3 separate regions of the Mus musculus genome follow, and regions 1 and 2 are each linked to region 3. The links are chromatin contacts, called in public HiChIP or PLAC-seq and promoter capture Hi-C maps. All regions are on one chromosome and are shown on one strand. Each heading gives the region's core, a stretch centred on a gene start, on an enhancer-like site or on the middle of the called end of the contact. The rest is flanking DNA. Distances are from core to core; before and after follow the strand shown.

Region 1 (3,208 bases), core at 448-2,947, 160 kb after region 3:
CTCCCCCCCCACCCCCCGCAATCCCCTCCCCGCCCCAAGCCTCCACTGAGCCTATCTCTAACACAGCTCAGGAAGGTCTGGTAACTTACCTGACTCACTCGCCTTCAGATGAACCCCTCCTTCAGTGGCTCCTGTGTTCCTCATGGGTCCCACAAATAGAAACAGCTGCCTAGATGAGAGCTATACCCAGGGTCTCTACTGGGTCTGGTTAGTTCTATGAGTGACACAGCCACATAGGCCCCTGTATGCAGGGAATCCTTCATTCCCTCAGCCACGTTTACTCTGCACAAATAGCCCAATAGCAGGATCTCTACAATGGTATTCACACTTGCTCTGTGGCCTTTTGTAAGCCCCACTCCCTGGGTCAGTAAGGGATCTCCCCCCACCTTGCCAGTGGATAGAACATGGAGGGCTTGCTGTTGGGTCTGAGACTGGAAAACACATAGTAGGTATGAGGGCTGCCAGTGTCCCCTTGTCACACTCACCTGAGGGCTGGAGATCAAGGGGTCTGGGTTCAGATCCTGCTTCGTCGCATCCCTGTAGTTGCCCAAGTATCCTCTCGGAGCTGACTCTCCCTCACCTGTGAACTCGGAGGGCAGCAGAATGGGCAGCTCACTGGAACCCAGGCATGTCTGCTTGCTGGAGGTCTGCTGCCAGGGAGGGAACAAGGAGGGACTTAGGAAAGCTCTAGAGCCCGTGCCAACAGCCCAGGAAGCAGAGGCCAGAAATAGAAGAGCCCGGAGACAGGGGCTCCAGATGGCCAGGCTGCCCTCTGCCAACCCCAGAGGCCAACCCAAGCCCATGTACAGTCCTCTCTCCAGGGGCTGGTCACAGCATAAATTACTCCTTGGCAGGGCAGACTAATTTTACCTTCGTGGTTTTCATGATTCATTTCCCATTCGGGGACCTGTGAGAGAAATGGAAAGGACTCTGCTAGTTGGGTGCTAGCATGCTGTGTCCGTGTGGGGTTCCCCTGGGCTGTCATGATTTGGTATAAATGGTGCAGTGGATCCCAGGGCTGGAATCCATCAGGGTTTTGTTTGTTTGTTTGTTTGTTTGTTTGTTTACCATAGCTTATGTTGGCTTCTGTGGTAGAGTAAGGAGGTTGATGGGAAGGTGTTTGTCACTTGCTGGTCCAGTGCTGTGAGTTTTTGGATGCGCCCCCCCCACCCCATCCCACCCCTACATTGTAGTCACAGAAAGCCAGAGCAAGCAGGTAATGAAGGAAATGAAGCCCAGTCGCCTCATTGTTCAGACAGGGAGAGTGGGGCTCAGCGCCTAAGTGGAAGAGGTCCCAGGCTCACAGCAGCACAGCCCGACTTGTCTCATTTTATAAAGGGACAATGGGAGGCTTCTCTAGTTCTGATCACAGCAGGGCGTGTCCCTCTGCCACTTGCCTTCCCCGATTCTACTTGAGCTGCTCCTTGCAGGGACCTGGCTGCCTGTGCTCTCATTTCCGGCCTCCTGTACCTCTGGGAGCACAAGATGTCATCCACTTGAGCTCCGAGTCTGCGGGGCTCAGGGTAGGGAGCAGTCCAGAGGAAGTCGAGCTGGCAGCTGGATGCATCCCAGGTCCTCAGTCTGCCATACAGGTCACCAGCTCGGAGGCCACCACAGGAAACTCAGAGGCTGGCTGCCTGGCTGCCTGCCTTCAGAGCTGGGGAGGCTGGCTCATCTGAGCAGGGCTCCCACTTGCGTCCAGCACACCGCCACTGTGTGGAGCCACCTGCGCAATGTGACCAGCCTGTCTGACTGTAGAGAGCAGACACCCCAGGCTTTCCTGAGGGTTCTTCTGTTTCTTTAAAACCGGCAGAAAGAAAAGTTGAGATAGCAACAGCTGCCAGTGTGCCACCTACATATACTTCCTTCCTTCCTGTTGCCTCAGGGTGGAGCAGGTTCGACAGTGATTTTCTTGTGGGATCCTCTCAGGAAGACCTGTCCTGGACAGAATCCCTTCCTCTCTTAGTTGCAGTTCATCACCTGTCCTACAGGGGTGCCACCTGAGAATAGTAGCAGGAGGGTAGGCTTTGTGCTGGTAAGATTGCATATGGCTGCTGTGCAGCTTTGGTCAAGCCACTTAACCTCTCTGAACTTCCATCTGAAAAGCGAAGGAAAACTGTTTGCAAGGTCGTGGACTTTATGGAATCACCACCTGCCAGAAACTCAGCCGTCACGCAAAAATGGAATGCATGTGGCTGAGCTCGAGGTCCAAGAGGATCCTGAGAGCTTCAGGCAGCATTGGCTCCAGGGGCTCGTACAGTGTCTTCAGGACACCGTCCAGCCTTCTCTGCTTTCTTCTGTACTGGCTCTCCTCACAGGCAGCCACTGGGGTGGGGTTGTGGGTGGGGGTGAGGCACAAGCCTGGCAGCAGGCACAGCTGTTCTGCATCCTTTTCTCTTCGCAGTGGTCTCCTGGGACACTCCACCCCTTCATCCATTGGCTGGGTCTCCTACCTGTCCACCCTGAGGCAATAGGAAGGAAGGTGCACTAATCACTGAGGACTGCTGATCCAGGCTCTGACTGGTTGGTCTTCACAATCACACACCTAAGTGTCCCCAAGACACCAGACAGTCGGTGCCAGAAAAAATAAGGGTCAGTAAGGCATTCCCATAGGCATAGCTGCTGACCCATGAGGACAGGAACCCTGTTCTCTGGATTCCCAGCAGGTAGGACAGTGCTGGCATGCAGAACTGCAGGAGGACAGGCCACAAGGGAGGGAATGGGTGCCCTCCACTGGGTTTAGAAGACACCCCACTCTGCCAGGGCATTGTCACATTAGAGCGTCCCCCCTCCCACCTCCTTCCTGGAGGCCCGTGAGGAAGGTCACCTTCCTGGCAGTGTCACTGCTCTGCAGAGCCTCTTCCTTCTGAGCTTGTCAGCTCCACCAGTGCAGTCCCACAACCGCAGTCTGTCCCACAGGTGTGACAAGCAGACATTACGAGTGGTAGTGCCCGTGTCACCATACATACGCAGGTTTATTAGCCGACATCATCCCCCTTGGTCTCCTTCATCTGTAAGCTTCAGTAGCTCCCCACGCTGCTTGTCCTTTTGAAGCAGAGCTCCTGCCCTGTCACCCATAGGAAGGGAACAGTGAGGAGTGAGATCATGTGTAGAGTAGGTGCTTGCGAAAGGGCAGGGCCAAGCCAGGATCTCTGCCAACTCATGGATCTGTACGTGAGCCCTTCCACCTTCATGGAAAAACTGCTTA
Region 2 (2,956 bases), core at 293-2,792, 250 kb after region 3:
GCAAACAACATCTATAAAAAAATAATTTATTTTATTTTATTTTATCTTATTTTATTTTATTTTGGAAAAAGCTTGTGAAAAGCCAATAGCTCTGGGGAGAACTTGCCTCTGTGCAGGGAGCCTAACTGAATTTCGGTTTTTCCTTTTCTTTGTTTTCCCCAAGTCTTTAGAACTTGGGGGATGAAGGTGACTCCTGCAGCCCCAGCAGTCACTCTGGGGCTAAGTGGAGGCTGCTGCTCGCCTTGTGCCCTTCCTCCCAGCCTCACCCCACCTTCCTGGCTCAGGCTTCCTTGGGCTCTGTCTACATCAGCTCTTGCAGGCTGACAGATGGCTTGGGGGCAGGGCAGGAGGACCTGGACTTCATCTAATGAGCAAATATTGATGGAGCCTCACCTCAGGCCAGGCCTCACCTGAGCGTGAAGGCTCCAGGAGGGAAGAGACAGATGCCCTCCCAAGTGAGGTTTATGTTGGGAAAGCAGAAGTTAATTACAGAGCTAGCGGTCTGTGAAGACTCAGCTGACCTGAGGTTTCTTTGACCCTGGTTATTAATTTGATGTTTTGTGCTGGGACATCCTTCTTAAAGTAACGGATGTTTCAGGGAGCTGGAGAGATGGCTTAGACAGGAAAGGGTTAGTACGCAAGCATGAGAACCTGAGTTCAGATTCCCAGTGCCCACATAAATAGCAGGGTATGATGGCACACACTGGTGACCCTGGCATCCAGGGGGTGGAGACACAGATTCTCTGAGCTCAGTAGCTAGATGGTTTATTTACATCAGTGGACTCCAAACTCAGAGAAGCCTTGACTGAAAAATAAGAAGGGAGGCACCCAAGGTTGATCTCTGGCCTCCACATTCACATGTACACAGTTACACACACACACACACACACACACACACACACACACACACACACACACACACACACGCACACGTGCACATGCACGTGTGAATACACAAAAGTGCACACATATAATCACCATCTCCCCAGGGGAAGACTACCTTCTACAGGCTAAGTTTGCAGTTCAGATTGGCCTGACTTTCTTTGGAACCTAATTTTGCCATGGAAAACTGTGTGCTCTATAACAAACAGCTTCCTCCGCACCACGGAGAACAGTGGGGGTTTCCTTTCAATCTAGGCTAAACTCTAGAATTTTATCCTGATGTCCTCTACTGCCCCACACAGCCTTCCGTCCAAGGGTGGGGGATGGGGAGCAGGCATATTGGAGGAGCTAGCTGGCAGACATCATTCACAGAGAGAGCCAGACAACCCAGATTCCAGGCCCGGGCCTCAGGTGGATTCTGCATGTCTAAGAAGCCTCCCGTGGTGCTACTGGTGTGACTGGTACCTGCATCATTCTTGGGCCCATCCCAGGTTGACAGAGACCCCAGAGACACAAGTATGGTAGATCAGCTTGGCTGCTCAGGGGCGAGTCCACAGGGTCCCAGTAAAAAAAAAGGTGTGTATTCCAAACTGCTGAGCTGAGCTTCATTTTAAAGAAACAGCTGGTCTTCCGGTCCTGGCGCCAAGCAGCGTTTCCATGGCAATCCTGCAGCCTGCACCACCTCCTCTCCTGTGTATTCCAAGCCTGTGTCCCAAATCCCCTTCTATCGGGACTCACCTCTTCCTACTCTGTTTTCCCTTGGAGGTTATTTTTAAACCTAAAAAGGCTAGTTTTGAGGACTGGGGATGTGGCTCAGTAGGTAGAGTTTTGTCTAATATTTACAAAGCCCCGGGTTCAACCCTCAACACTCCATAAACCAGAGATGGCACACACCTGTGATCCTAACACTTGGGAGGTGGAGATAGGAGGATCAGGAGTTCAAGGCTATATCCTTGGCTATATAGTATGTCTAAGGGCAGTCTAGACTCTAGACACACACACACACACACACACACACACACACACACACACATATATATATATACACACACACACACTTGTGTGTGTGTGAAAATTGTATGGCTCACGACTTTGATCCTAGCACTCAGGAGACAGAGGCAGGTGGATCTCTATGAATTTGAAGCCAGCCTGGTCTACAAAGTGAATTCCAGGACAGCCAGGGCTGTTATACTAAAAAAACCCTGTCTCAAAAAGACAATAATTAAAGAAACAAGCAAACATGAATGAATAAATAAATCAATAAATAAATAAATAATTCTGTGTATCAATCAGATGTCATTCATAGGTCTATATATTGCACCAGAAGGATGTGTTTAAAGCTTACTACCTCATGAGGAAAGTGTCTATATTCTGCCTGCTTTTCAGAAGAGGAAACAGAGGCACAGAGGAGTAAGTCTGAAGTCATGTGATTAATGAGATACCAAGTTAGGGTTTGGATCCAGGCATGTGACTATAGAGTCTGTAGGCTAGCCTGTGCTTCTTTGCTGGCAGTGGATTTCCCAAGGCTGTGGGAAGGTGTAAGGAAAGATGTGGGAAGAGGCTTGAGGAGAGAACGTTCCATCTCTGTGTTTCTAGGCGGTACCTTCACTCATTCATCTGGTCAGACATCATTCACCATCAAGGGCATGTTCTGTGAACGAAGCCATGGCAGCCTCTGGTCTTTACCCTCACACACGGTCTGCACGCATGCGGAGGGGAGAGAGGTGTGTGGGTCTATTAAGTTAAGCCAGCTAGCTGAGGGAGATCACTGTCCCCAGTGGAAGCTGACCTCCTACAGGCTAAATCTGTAGTCAGAATGGCCTTACTCCTCTTGGAACTTAATTTGGCCAGAGAAGACTACGTGCTTTGTAACAGCATCCTCTGCCCACCCCCTCTACCCCTCACCCTCCACCCCCCAGGTCAGTGGCTAAGCAATTCGAAAGCAGATTTTTTTTCCCAGTCTGAGGAAGATCTCTGCTTCTCTCATTTAAACTCAGGCTTGCAGCCTTTCCCACCCCATGTCTGTCTGTGTCCTCCCTACACTGCCCATGCAAATTCCCGAGCTTTCTAAGTC
Region 3 (3,086 bases), core at 95-2,594:
CAGGCCCCATCCAGAAAGTTTTTCTAAAAGAAACGAAACAGGAAGTCCGTGCTGGGGGACTTTGAGGAGGCCTTGGCCGTGTGCTTGTAAAGCTTTGGGTCAAAGTGGGAGTGGGTCCTGGGCCTATCCCTGCTCCTCCACCTCACAGGCAGGAGGAGAAGCCCGCTCCATCCAGGATGCAAGAAGGCGACGAAAGGGGAGCCGAAGCGAGCGGCTGGCCTCGCTGTGCCCCGAGGATGGTGCGCGTAATATTTTCTGCGCACTACACGGGACCCCAATCCATCCTGCGCCAGGCAATGGCGCTACACTTTACAGCTGTCTGCGCGGTTTGGGAGAGAGAGTCGCCCGGGTCCACCTGCAATACCCTCCTGACACCACCACCCCCGACTGGGGTCAGGCCCAAACACTTTTCTGCCCGCTCCTCTCCAGCAGGGACTCAGGAGTGTCGCCGGCTTTGCCCCTTCCCCCTCTGATCTATCTTCATCTCCGCGCCGAGGACACTCCCCCACTTTGTGAAGCGAGAGTCCGCGACTCCTCCAGTCCCCGGCACCCACACAAAAGGTCCGGCCAGACCACTGGACAGCGGGAACCCCTCCACCTTCTCCGCCCGCGTACCCGTGGGGGCGAGGACCCGGAAACTCGCAAGTTTACACCGCGCAATCCTCCCGCCGGGAAACAAAGGCGGGAGGAGGGGGGGCGGTGGCGAGAAAGGGGGAGGGGACCGAGAACCAAGCGCTGAAGACAGAGACCCCGGGATAAAAGAAACTGCTTTACTCTCCGCTCTCACTAGCTCCGAATCAAAGAGATAAAGCCCTGGAGGAGGCCGAGAGCGAAATAAACAGCCCCTGGGGAAGGAGGTGGCGGAGAAGAGAGCTGGGGGAGAAAGGGAAACCGAGTCAGTGCAAGGGGACAAACGAAAAGGACAGAGGACAGTGCCAGTAGGAGCTCAGCGGGGGTCTCGGGCGCCCGCCGCCCCGCAAGTGCCAAGCTGTCCTGGCGCCCGGCTGTCGTTCGCAGGGTGCTCGATGCCCCCAGCGGTCCCTAAGGCCCCCCGGCGTCCCCGGGCTGCGCTGCGCAGGCAGCGGCCAGCGCGGTGGCAACGGCGGTGAAGTGTGAGGCTAGCGGCTGCCGGCAGCAGACTTACGTTCCTGGCGCGCGGGGTGCTGCGCTCGCGGAGCTGGCGTGCCCTGCGGACGCTCCGGCCCGGGGAGTCTCACATCGCGGCGCCGCGCTAGGCAGGCAGGGCAGGGCAGGGCAGGGCAAGCTGGACTCCTGGCGCTGCTGGGCTCGCCCGAGTCTGGCGGCCCGCACTGGTCCCTCCTCTAGTGCCGCGCACAAGCCAATGGCGCGCCGTCCCCTCCCACGCGCTGGGCTGCCTCGCCCCCGAGGTGGCCGGGGCGGGCACAGAGGGGTTGGGGGGGAGACCCAGAGCTGAAACGGAGGGCCTACCGGGAGCCGCCTGCGGAGGGCGCACCCTCGCTTGGCTAGGGGGATCCCCGGACGGGGACAACCTGCCGCTGTGCCACCCAGGACTTTCTCGGAAGTTCTGAAGACAGCGCCCCTTTCTCCCGGACTGCAAACATACCCCTACGGGTTTATGAAACATCCATTCTCAGGCCTAGGCCGGTGTCTAGGGTGGAAGGAAGGCACCTGCTATGACTGTTAGGGTCCCCCACGGGTGAAACAACACGGTTAAAAGCAATTTACAATTCATCGTTTGCTAAACCACTTTCAAAAATAAAACCTTAGCGTTCCCAGCAGTCCAATAGGACTAGTCCCAGTTCACAAAACTTCGAGTCATTAATACATAGCCAAGGCCTTAAGATAATTGGTGAATGAGTGTTCTGTCACCCAGGTCACCCATCTCCCCAGTTTGGTGTGAATCCCAAATGACAAGAACTCTTACCCGCTGAGACTTCTACTGCAGTTGCTGTGCTATGTGCTGCGTGTGGCAAGGTTGGATCTTATCTGTGGCTTCAGAGTATTTGTTGGTGGAAGCAAACAGCTCATGCCAAGAGAGAGTCCCAGGTGAGTCTTGAGAAGTCTCTCAAACTAAAAAGACCAGCACCTACAACCTGTCCCATGCCTGGCTCTGGACTCCCTGAGAAACCCTTTATAGCAGTTGATTTTTGCCCAGGGCCCTGCTTCCTGCTGAAAGAAACCTCTGGATCTTGTCTTCTGGACTGATATAGTAAAGGCTTGAGGGAGGGTGGGGACTGAGAGAAGCAAGGTTGAAGGTAAAGAACTGGGGCAGAGATGGAGAGTAGCTGCCCCTCACTATAACTCAACTAGGTGTGCCTCTGGCTCCAGAGTTAAGTTTTGCTTTTCTGCTCCAGGCTACAGAACTAGAATACCTGGGTTCAAATCCTGGCTCTGTTGTTTAGCTTAGCCCTAGGCAAGCAAGTTTCCTAACCTCTCCAAGTCTTGCCTCCTTACCTACAAAGGGGTGTGACCTTATAGCAGGAAGTACCTTGTGGCTGTTGCTGAGATTCCAGTTACAGCTGCAGGCCATGTTAACCAAACCTGATCATGTGTGAGGTGCTAACATACCAGGTAGGCTCCATGGCCCTCCCAGTGGCTGGGGCTGGACAGGAGGGGCTGTGCCCTTTGCAAGGAAGTAAACAGAAGAGTGTCTGGTGCATAGCAAGTCAGCTCTCAGTGGCTGTTAGCCTCCTGATTACCAAGGCAACTAAACTCCCTTCCCACAGTGCCACCCGCTTTTGCTGAACACCTGGCTAGTGATGACCAGTAATGAATGAATCACTCAGCCGTCATGTCTGTAGCTCTGGATCAGGCCTGCCTGGAGGTGTGTGGAGTGAAGTGCACATCCAAGCCACCTGTCCCTGACCAGGAGCTTCATTGTGGCTTGCTTCAGAGTCTCACCTCAGGACAGTGATGGGATAATGGATTCTTTGTTGCACTATTGGCATGCAGGGCTCTGGGCTGTGTCACTGGAACAGTGTCATCCCTGAGCACCTCCCAGCTTAGAAACACCTCCCAGTGTTCTACCAGAAGCAGGACCTGAAGGCAGAATTCCAGAAGCAGTGCCTAATGGCAATGGCCCAAGGTTTCTCAAAGAAGAGGCT

The links. HiChIP or PLAC-seq counts read pairs in DNA pulled down with a chosen protein or histone mark. Capture Hi-C pulls out chosen DNA fragments and counts their contacts.
Region 1: a contact with region 3 is called in a promoter capture Hi-C map of pancreatic islet. The contact joins the promoter of 4631405J19Rik here to the promoter of Trp53i11 in region 3. A contact is called at or near these places in 1 of 39 promoter capture datasets (hippocampal neurons), 1 of 484 Hi-C or Micro-C datasets (embryonic stem cells), 10 of 115 datasets of contacts at active chromatin or transcription factors (double positive thymocytes, embryonic basal ganglia, embryonic forebrain and 6 more) and 3 of 9 other capture datasets (embryonic stem cells, liver and pancreatic islet).
Region 2: a contact with region 3 is called in an H3K4me3 HiChIP or PLAC-seq map of the SCID.adh cell line, with 14 read pairs. The contact joins the enhancer-like site here to the promoter of Trp53i11 in region 3. A contact is called at or near these places in 4 of 39 promoter capture datasets (cranial neural crest, frontonasal cranial neural crest, hippocampal neurons and 1 more), 1 of 15 datasets of contacts at CTCF or cohesin (thymocytes), 4 of 484 Hi-C or Micro-C datasets (double positive thymocytes and embryonic stem cells), 14 of 115 datasets of contacts at active chromatin or transcription factors (the SCID.adh cell line, craniofacial prominence, embryonic basal ganglia and 9 more) and 2 of 9 other capture datasets (adipose tissue and pancreatic islet).

Annotation. Positions count from the first base shown.
Region 1 is chr2:93,027,837-93,031,044 of GRCm38.p6, reverse strand. 4631405J19Rik (RIKEN cDNA 4631405J19 gene) reads right to left here and starts at 1,697. Exons shown (of 6, transcript NR_110333.1): 1 at 1,398-1,697; 2 at 871-907; 3 at 486-647; 4 at 90-169. The region is part of intron 1 of Prdm11 (PR domain containing 11); the gene reads left to right.
Region 2 is chr2:92,933,062-92,936,017 of GRCm38.p6, reverse strand. All of the region lies in intron 1 of Syt13 (synaptotagmin XIII), which reads right to left. Among named protein-coding and RNA genes, the nearest start is that of Gm13791, 15 kb to the right of the region's middle. Within about 2 kb of position 1,542, at least 45 of the 459 cell types and tissues checked have an H3K27ac peak or open chromatin away from gene starts, as enhancers often do. A contact at or near this core is called in the SCID.adh cell line, embryonic stem cells, forebrain and 1 more, where this site is marked.
Region 3 is chr2:93,185,806-93,188,891 of GRCm38.p6, reverse strand. It overlaps Trp53i11 (transformation related protein 53 inducible protein 11), which reads right to left and starts at 1,344. Exons shown (of 8, transcript NM_001025246.2): 1 at 1,145-1,344.